Linked DNA regions of Sus scrofa: region 1 is linked to region 2. The links are chromatin contacts, called in public Hi-C maps. All regions are on one chromosome and are shown on one strand. The core of a region is the stretch at or near the end of the contact, and the rest is flanking DNA. Distances in the headings are between cores, read along the strand shown.

The links. Hi-C and Micro-C count contacts between places; a contact is called where the count stands out from the background.
Region 1: a contact with region 2 is called in a Hi-C map of retroperitoneal adipose tissue, with 2.8 times the contacts expected there. The contact joins two enhancer-like sites. A contact is called at or near these places in 1 of 5 promoter capture datasets (fetal skeletal muscle), 32 of 47 Hi-C or Micro-C datasets (adipose tissue, alveolar macrophages, blood and 16 more) and 2 of 2 datasets of contacts at active chromatin or transcription factors (alveolar macrophages and skeletal muscle).

Annotation. Positions count from the first base shown.
Region 1 is chr10:66,972,511-66,976,838 of Sscrofa11.1, forward strand. It overlaps LOC102159132 (a long non-coding RNA gene), which reads left to right. Exons shown (of 4, transcript XR_002336446.1): 4 at 3,641-4,328. Among named protein-coding and RNA genes, the nearest start is that of PITRM1, 22 kb to the right of the region's middle. Within about 2 kb of position 2,206, at least 2 of the 83 cell types and tissues checked have an H3K27ac peak or open chromatin away from gene starts, as enhancers often do. A contact at or near this core is called in retroperitoneal adipose tissue, where this site is marked.
Region 2 is chr10:65,727,427-65,731,536 of Sscrofa11.1, forward strand. No RefSeq gene overlaps it. Among named protein-coding and RNA genes, the nearest start is that of AKR1E2, 36 kb to the left of the region's middle. Within about 2 kb of position 2,660, at least 10 of the 83 cell types and tissues checked have an H3K27ac peak or open chromatin away from gene starts, as enhancers often do. A contact at or near this core is called in retroperitoneal adipose tissue, where this site is marked.

The DNA of each region.
Region 1 (4,328 bases), core at 956-3,455, 1.2 Mb after region 2:
TCCCCCCAGAGGAAACCTGGAAGCTCACAGGACAACCCTAACGATGACTTTGGCAGGGACGGCTCCTGGTAAAGGAGGGAAGAGTTGGCCCTCGCTGGGGGACGCACCCTGAAGACAGAGGGGCTGGAGAAGCCAGGCCAGAGCTGCCTGTGTCTTGAGCCCACCCAAGCCAGGCTGGGAGAGATGCGGCCCCGCGGCCCGATCCATGCTCTGAGGTGGTGGGACCCAGAGGCAGCGTGATGGGGTCCCCGGGGGCCCAAGCACTTTACAGGAGGGAAAACTCAGGGAATGTGAAGGTGAGTCTCACTAGGCCGCTGTGGAGGCCTGCGGTGACCTGGCACGCCTGCCGGGAGCAGGGGTCCAGAGCTCGCCCCGGCCACGCACCAGGCGAATGTGGGTCAGGACAGCTCTCCAGCCAGGCCCTCCCGCGTCTCAGCAGACGGACAGCGCGGACAGGAAGACTCAAGCAGCCCGGGACAGTCACTCCTGAAAGGAACGCTCGGGACCTCGAGAAGCCCTTGGGGTCGGCCTCGAGTTCAGCCGCCAGCCTGACCCGTTGCGGCTGCCTCGTCTGTGTTCTGCCGTCGTCCCCGTCGTGACAAGAGACAGGAACGGTTTTGTCGGACACAGAGACCCAACCTCGATGTGGGACTGGGGCCCTGTTAAGTGGGGCAGAGAACACGGAGGCGACGAGAGCCAGCCGGGGCCTGTGGGACACTGACGACGCTGCACTCGGGCCAGCGCCCGCGCGGGGCCGCTGGTGTCCGCTCGGGGCCGCTGGTGTCCGCTCGGGGGCGTCCAGGGCTGTTGAAAGCGCGCATGGGAAGATCGAGGTTTGGGCAAAGTCTGCCGCAGGGGAAGCCGTACCTGCCCCGACCCCAAGCCGGGGACGTGCTTTCTGTCTCGGGATAACGCAGGGGCTACGCCTTTTGGAAGAGCCCGGAGTGCGACGGTGCGTCGAGCGTAACCAGGTTTGACGAGGTCAGCCGCGTGAGGGTCACAGCATCGCGGCATCAGGACACAGGAGTGGCCCATGCAGGACCAGGCGTAGGAGGGCAGCGCAGACCGCGCAGCCAGGCCCCAGAGCAGCGAGCAGCGGACCGCCCCCCAGAGGCCCCCGCCACCCGCTTGTCTGGAAGGACTGCGCGGGGAGGCCCTTGGGCGCGAGCTGGGCTGCAGTGGAGCGTGAATCCGGGGCGGAGGGACTGAGACGCGAGAGGCGGGCGGATGAAGCCTCTCTACGCCCAGAGAAAGGGTGCGAGCTTGATCCCAGATGAAGCACGGGCCGTGGTTCGAGTGTCCTCTGCTGCGCGAGGTCATGAAGGATGCTCCGCGGGCCGCCCTGAGCGGGCGGGGCGTGGGGCTGCGGTGGAAGGAGAGGGGACAGGTGTTCCTGCGACGCTGGCCTGCGCCCCCGTGCGTCTGTCGCCACGACGTCCCTCTGCTCCCTCCGCGGCGCAGAGGAAAGCAAAGCAGGCCAGCGACAGCTGGGTCCCCTGCCATCACGGTAAGACCGTGTGCGACCTGCGTGACCCCATATGACCCAGGAGGTTTACAGACAGCGTCTGCCTCAGGCCCGGCTCCCGCAGCAGACGTGGGGTCCTGGTTGATCTGGATGCATCCAGGACTCCTGGCCGAGGGTCTCTTTCTTCTTCAGCAAGTTCTCAGTGTCCTCACTAATCTTTGGCTTTTCAGAGTTCCCACTGTGGCTCAGTGGGTTAGGAACCTGACTAGTATCCATGAGGACTTGGGTTCGACCCCTGGCCTCGCTCAGTGGGTGAAGGATCCAGCATTGCCGTGAGCTGTGGTGTAGGCCAGTGGCTGCAGCTCCAATTCAACCCCAGCCTGAGAACCTCCATATGCCGTGGGTGCAGCCCTAAAGAGAAAAAAAAAGTCTTTGGCTTTTCTTTCAAAGGAGTTCTAACATTCCCGCTTCCGTTTTTTCCTAACATTTCCCAGAGACGTGACGATGGCCGACGTGTAAGGAGCCGTCCTGGTCCGTCCTAGGGAGGACGGGGGGCCTCCTGTGTGGGCTCCCCCGAAGGGGAGAAGGTGTCCACCCTCTCCAGCCGTGGAAGGGCCCTGGCTCCTTGGAAGAGCTCCCCACGCCCTCTGCAGACGGCAGTGAGGTCTCCAGGCCAGTGGTGGCCCTGACCCGGCCCTCGTGGCCGTCCTGGGGGGGCGGCCGCCAGCGCAGCTCTTTCTCCTGGTCCCGCCGTGGCCGCGCGCCTGGCCTGCATTGCCGTCTTCTTTATCAGAAACAGCCTTCTTCCTCTTACCCTGTGCAATTCACACTTGAATTTCCTGGCTATTGTCTACACGCTGGTAGGTCCTTAGGGCACTGTTTTTTGTTTTTTTGTGGGTTTTTTTGTCTTTTGCCTTTTTTTTTTTTAGAGCTGCACCAGCAGTATATGGAGGTTCCTCGGCTAGGGGTCAAATTGGAGCTACAGCTGCCAGCCTACACCCCAGCCACAGCAACGCGGGATCCGAGCCGTGTCTGTGACCTACAACCACAGCTCATGGCAATGCTGGATCCTTAACCCACTGAGTGAGGCCAGGGATCAAACCTGCAACCTCATGGTTCCTAGTCAGATTTGTTTTCTGCTATGCCACGACAGGAACTCCTGGGTGTTTTGTTTTTGTTTTTTATAATAGAGAATGTGACTAAAGCTATTTGATCTCTTCTAAGAAAAATGTGGCTAGAGACAGGTGCAAAAAAAAATTGCAGCTAATTTTAGGTCAGAGTCCATTGAAGCTTGAATCATTCTTGAGATTAACAGGTTGAAACAAGGCGAGCAAATAAATTCCACACAACCAGGAGGAACGTTTTGCTGAGGAGTTTTGTTGGACTAACAGGTTACAGTAAACTGTTGCCTGGTTCTACCCCTAATTTACCCAGTTCCCAGTTTACCCAGGAGGTGTCGGGACCTCCCCACTGTCGGCAGCCGTGAGCAGTGTGGATCCAGTGTGGCGTGCTGAGGTGTGACCGTGGCTGCTGAGCCCGTGTGTTCTTTATTATATTACTACGCAGCATCTCCTGTGCATCAGGTGGGGTTGGCACCCTGCGGCAGTGCCTGCTGGATTTCCACCCACTGTCTGGTCCCATCTGATGACACGGGGCTTGCAGATGCCGCCGCCTGTGTGTTCCCTTTTCTGCTGCCACACCTCCTCATGACCACAGAGTTTTAGGTCTTCTTTTATGCCTCGAAATACTCTCAGGTGGGGAGACAAAAAGACCCTGGGGGCAAGCAGAACGGCTGGCTGGCTGGGGAAGTGAAGGGTTCCCACACTTTAATGGCTAAGAAAGAAACCGCTCGTAATATTCTAGCCCAATGCTTACCTGTCGGTTGGATCCTGACAGAGCTGAGGGCTTCGTGTGCTTTTAGGAAAAGTGTTGAAGCCTGTAGCGTCCGTGAATGATATATTTGTTTTTACCAAAACTCATCTTCCTAGGCTATTATCTTATACGTTGCTCCGTTTGGTTTCTTAATGTTCTTTCGTGTGAGCGGAAGGCTGCGGGGAGGCGTTCATCAGCAGAGAGAAAATTGGGCGGATAATCAGCTGCGTTCCTGGGGCTGCAGTCATGGGAGGGGCCTGACCTCCAGGGAGGCATCCTTCATGCTGGCTCATCTTCTTCCAGTGCCACCTCCGCCACGTGAAGGATGCCTGGGTTTTGTGCAACTCCCGCGCTCGCAGCGTCTCTGGGTCTTTACCGCGGTCAGAGGTTTCCGGACGGTCTCCCGTTCCTGCCCCCGAGACGCGTTCTCACTATTGTGCCTGACCGGGAACACAGCACAATGAACGTTTTCCAAAAAGGCAGAGACGTGGGAGATGCCTTTTCATGTCACAGACTTCTTAGTGTTCCTTTCAGGAAGTGGAGTCCAGCCAGGTGACAAGAATTCAAGGAAAGGAAATGGGTCCGGGAAGGGAGGGGAGCCTGGGGAGCAGGAGCCACGGAGGCGCCTGGCCCTCGCAGCCTCTGTCTCCCATCGGGTGGTACGTGGTCACTGCAGGCAAGGAGAGTCCCCAGGCTGTCCCCTGGGGTCCTGCGAAGACCAAAGCACAGGTGCGCTTCAGATACACCCAAACGACTGCGCCGGCCCGGGCTCCGAGCTCACACACGGGCTGAAGCTTGTCTGAAGCTGGTCGTGATGCTGAACAGGAGGTGAGCAGAAGGCCGCCTGTGGCCCAGGCTTCCTGGGAGGGAGCCGCTGGCTTTGCCGTCACTGGTTCTGGGAACCGCAGCCAGGAAGCTCATCACTGTGCTGCCTTTGGAAGGAGTTTCAGTGGGACGCCCTCTCCAGGTTGATCACAGCCTCCTCAGGTCC
Region 2 (4,110 bases), core at 1,410-3,909:
GAGGTAGGGGACAAGAGGACAGACCTAGAAAGGGGACGTTTGGGCCAATGATCTGGCCCTTGCTCCTGGACCTTGGATGTCCACCTGAATAAAAGATTCCAGGACGAGGGAGCTGAAACCAGGACCCTGCAGGCTCCTGGGCACAGAAGCCTCTGTGTCCCCACCTTTCGGTTTGTAGGGAATAAGCTTCAGCTTCTGTGACCTTCCCTGAGGGCGGGTTGAAACTGTTGCTCATCTGGGAATGGAGGGGATGCAGAGACCAGGGAGGAACATTCAGGAGACAATAGTGCCGCCTTGGGGCAGGGACCTGGTTCCTTCTAAGGGAATATGCATAACAATACCTGCCAAACTAAAGCCCCCAACAAAGGGAAGATGCTGACTACCCGTGAAGCCTCCTTCTTTCCGGAGAGAAGGGCGTGTCCTGATAATCTCAAGGACCACCGGAACCAGTCCCGGGGCCACCTGACACCAGCTTTGAAGAGGAATACAAGCTTGCTACCCGGAGCCTAATCTGTAGCCCCATCTTCCCCTCCCAAACGAGAAGACCACTCCTGGTCTCCCCAGAGAGGGCACTGTGTTTAGGGCATTAGCCTGGCAAGGCAATGAAGCTACTCATTCCTCCTTTGCCCCAAGCTCTGTCTCTCTGTTTCTATTAGGCAGCGGTGGCCAGAGGCCGAGTTCCAGCCGCGGTCCTGCCCAAGGCTTCCAGGAGACTGGCCGCCTCTCCTGCAAGTGAGAGCTGGAAAATGGCTCTGTGCACCTGCATGGACATCAAGAGCATGTCCTTATCCGGCCACTGCCCTGGGGGTGCAGAGCCCATGGGACCCGGGAGGGAGGAGAAGTGGGAAGAAGGTGCCGACGTGCAGTCCCTGGCCAGCCGAGAGCCGGGAGCAGGCGGGACCCAAAACAGAGAGGAGAGAGGACTTCTTTTTTTTTCTTTTGATGGACTGGAGGAAGGTTTTTTAAGTTTATTTTTAGTTTGACATGTTCTTTTTTGTTTTATTATTATTATTTTATTAAAGTATAGTTGATTTACAATGTTTCATCAAGTTCTGTTGTACAGCAAAGTGACCCAATCACACACATTTCCCTGTTCTGTACGTTAGGGACCCACAGCCCATTCCTTCCAAATATAAGTTTTCATCCAACCCCCCCCCCCAAATGCCCATGCATCCCACTCCCTCCCCTTCTCCCCTTGGGAACCCCAAGTCTGCTCTTCTTGGCCATGATCTGTTTCTGTTTTTTGTGTTTGTTTTTTTGTTTTTGTTTTTTGGAGAGGATTATCTGAGCCATATTGTAGATTCCACAAACAAGCGATACCATATGGTATTTGTCTTTCTCTTTCTGACTTCACTTAGAATGAGTCTCTAGATCCATCCATGTTGCTGAAGATGGCATTTGTTTGTCTTTTTTATGACTGAGTAATATTCCACCATGTATATGTACTGCATGTTCTTAATCTACTCATCTGTCAATAGACATTGAGGTTGTTTCCATGTCTTGGCTATTGTGAATAGTGCTGCTATGAACACAGGGATGCGTGTATCTTTTTCAGTGAAACTTTTGTCCAGATATATGCCCAGCAGTGGAATTGCTGGATTATATGGTAGTTCTATGTTTAGTTTCCTGAGGTACCTCCATACCATTTTCTAAAAGAATTCAGTGCTCCCTGAGTGGACTCTGCCTGAGGTTTTGTGTTTTAAAAAAACGATTTATTGTTCCCCTTGTGGCTCATCAGTAAAGAACCTGACTTGTATCCATAAGGATGAGGTTCCATTCCTGGCCTCTCTCTGTGGATTAAGGATCTGGCGTTGCTGTGAGGTGTGGTGTAGGTTGCAGACATGGCTCAGATCTGGTCTTGCCGTGGCTGTGGCCTAGGCCGGCAGATGCAGCTCCTATTCGATTCCTAGCCTGGGAACTTCCATAGGCCCATATGCTATGGGTGCGGCCCTAAGAAACAAAACAAAACAAAACCCCTATTTGTTATTATATTTATTTTTAATTAAAATATGGTTGATTTACAATGTTGTACCAGTCTCTGCTGTATAGCGAAGTGGCCCAGGCATATATGTATACATACGTATATATATACATTCCCTTTCCTGTGTTATTTTCCAGCATGTTTTATCCCAAGAGTCGGGATATGGTTCCTGTCCTGTACAGTAGGACCTCATTGCTCATCCATTCTACATGTACTAGTTTTATCTGCTAACCGCAAACTCCTCCTCGCTCCCGGCTTCCCCTTGGCAACCACAAGTCTGTTCTCTTATGTAAAAGAGCACTTTTTAGAGCCGTTTTAGGTTTACAACAAAATGGAGAGGAAGGTACAAATATTTCCCATATGCCCTCGGCTTCCCAAATGCCTAGCCGCCCCCGCCATCTACATCCCCAACCAGAACTGCCTTTTCTTTTAAACCAAAGATGAGCTTACATGGACTTTTTTTTTTTTTTTAATTTACAAAGAAGAGAATAAAAACTAAGTCGATCAAAGCCTCAGGAATGAATGGCCCACGTGCACGTCACCCCTCGTTTCACGTTCCTTTCTTCTCAGTGAAAAAGCTCATTTATCAGAAGCAAAACACAACCTTAATATCCGCGTGTGGCCGGAGAATTTGTTTACATGGACCTTGTCCTACCTCCCACGTCCTGTAGATGGAGCTACATCCTCAGGCACAAGTTCCTTGTTTCCACATCTTCCAGGTTTCAGGAAAGGACATCCCTGAAAGACAGTTTTAGTGTCTGCCCTGAAGACTTTTCATTGCTTTTACCGTGGGTAGTGCTACAACGTGCAAGACTTGGTGCTAAAGAAAAAGCACGTTTTTTTTTTTTTGGTGTGTGTGGCTTTTTAGGGCTGCACCTGCGGCATATGGAGGTTCCCAGGCTGGGGTCCAATCAGAGCTGTAGCCCCTGGCCTATGCCACAGCAACGAAGGACCCAAGCTGAGACTGCGACCTACACCACAGCTCACAGGCAACACCGGATCCTTAACCCACAGAGCGAGGCCAGGGATCCAGCTGGCATCCTCTTGCCTGCTAGTTGGATTCGTTTTGGCTGAGCCACAGGAACTCCAAAACAGAACGTTTTTGAGAGGCAAGTCTTGCACCTGCTCCCCTGTCTTTGCAGGGAGCCCGTTTTAAATAACATTGGCCAACATGTTGCTGGTATTTGGTATTTCTGTGCTTTGTGAACAGTTAAACTGCAAAAGGGCCCATTATTCGGAGTCCTTTTCCACAGGTGTTTCCTGTGTCCTGGCCTCGTCCCTTGCTCCGTGTGACTGAATGACCATATATAGCCAATTGCAGTGACCTGTTGTGTTTCCCCCAGTCGGTGAGCAAACATTGCCTATCTGTGGACGGAGGGGTGCACTTTATTTCTTCCCCACGTGGTTTCCAAGGGATGTGAGAACACAATGTGTCAGGCCGACAGGAAACTCAAAAAAAGAAACAGAAAGAGAAAAGGTTTTAAAGGATCTGACTGTGTCTGTGACATGGCACCGGATCTGTTCATGGATTCCAAAACCAGGAGGAGAAACTTGGTGCTTTAAAAGGAAAAGAAAAATCCAAGCGATGTGGAAAGGACTTTGAATAGCAATATTAATCTAGAAAACATTTTTATCAAGGGAATTTGCCTATGTCTTGGATGCTTTTTAACTTACTCAACAGGGCACTGAGTGCATTTTGCTTCTTGATATAAGAAGAAAAGAACCCTTCAAGAAGTTTTTAAGATGTTTTGTTATTCTTTCCTAGTAAATCCCAAATTTGTAGGTTGAGTCGGAGGCGTCTTAAAATCCAACCAATGATTTTAATTGTAACCGAAATATCATCTTGCACGTAAGACACGGTAATCATTTAGAAGTTTGCTGACAGAGATGCTCACAGCCAAGTAAATATTTTGCTCCACATTTTTAAGTGGGCTGTTAAAAATTTTACCCCTCCAGTGTAATTTTCATTCTCTAAAGCTATAATATTTTCAATAATCAAACCTCTTTCTTTTTTTCTTTTTTTGGATTAATATGTGAATTTTCAGATTGCGTTAATTTCACGAATGGAGGAACTTTACCTTTATGTTTCAAATAGTTCTCAAAATACTGGAATAACCAATGCCATGGTT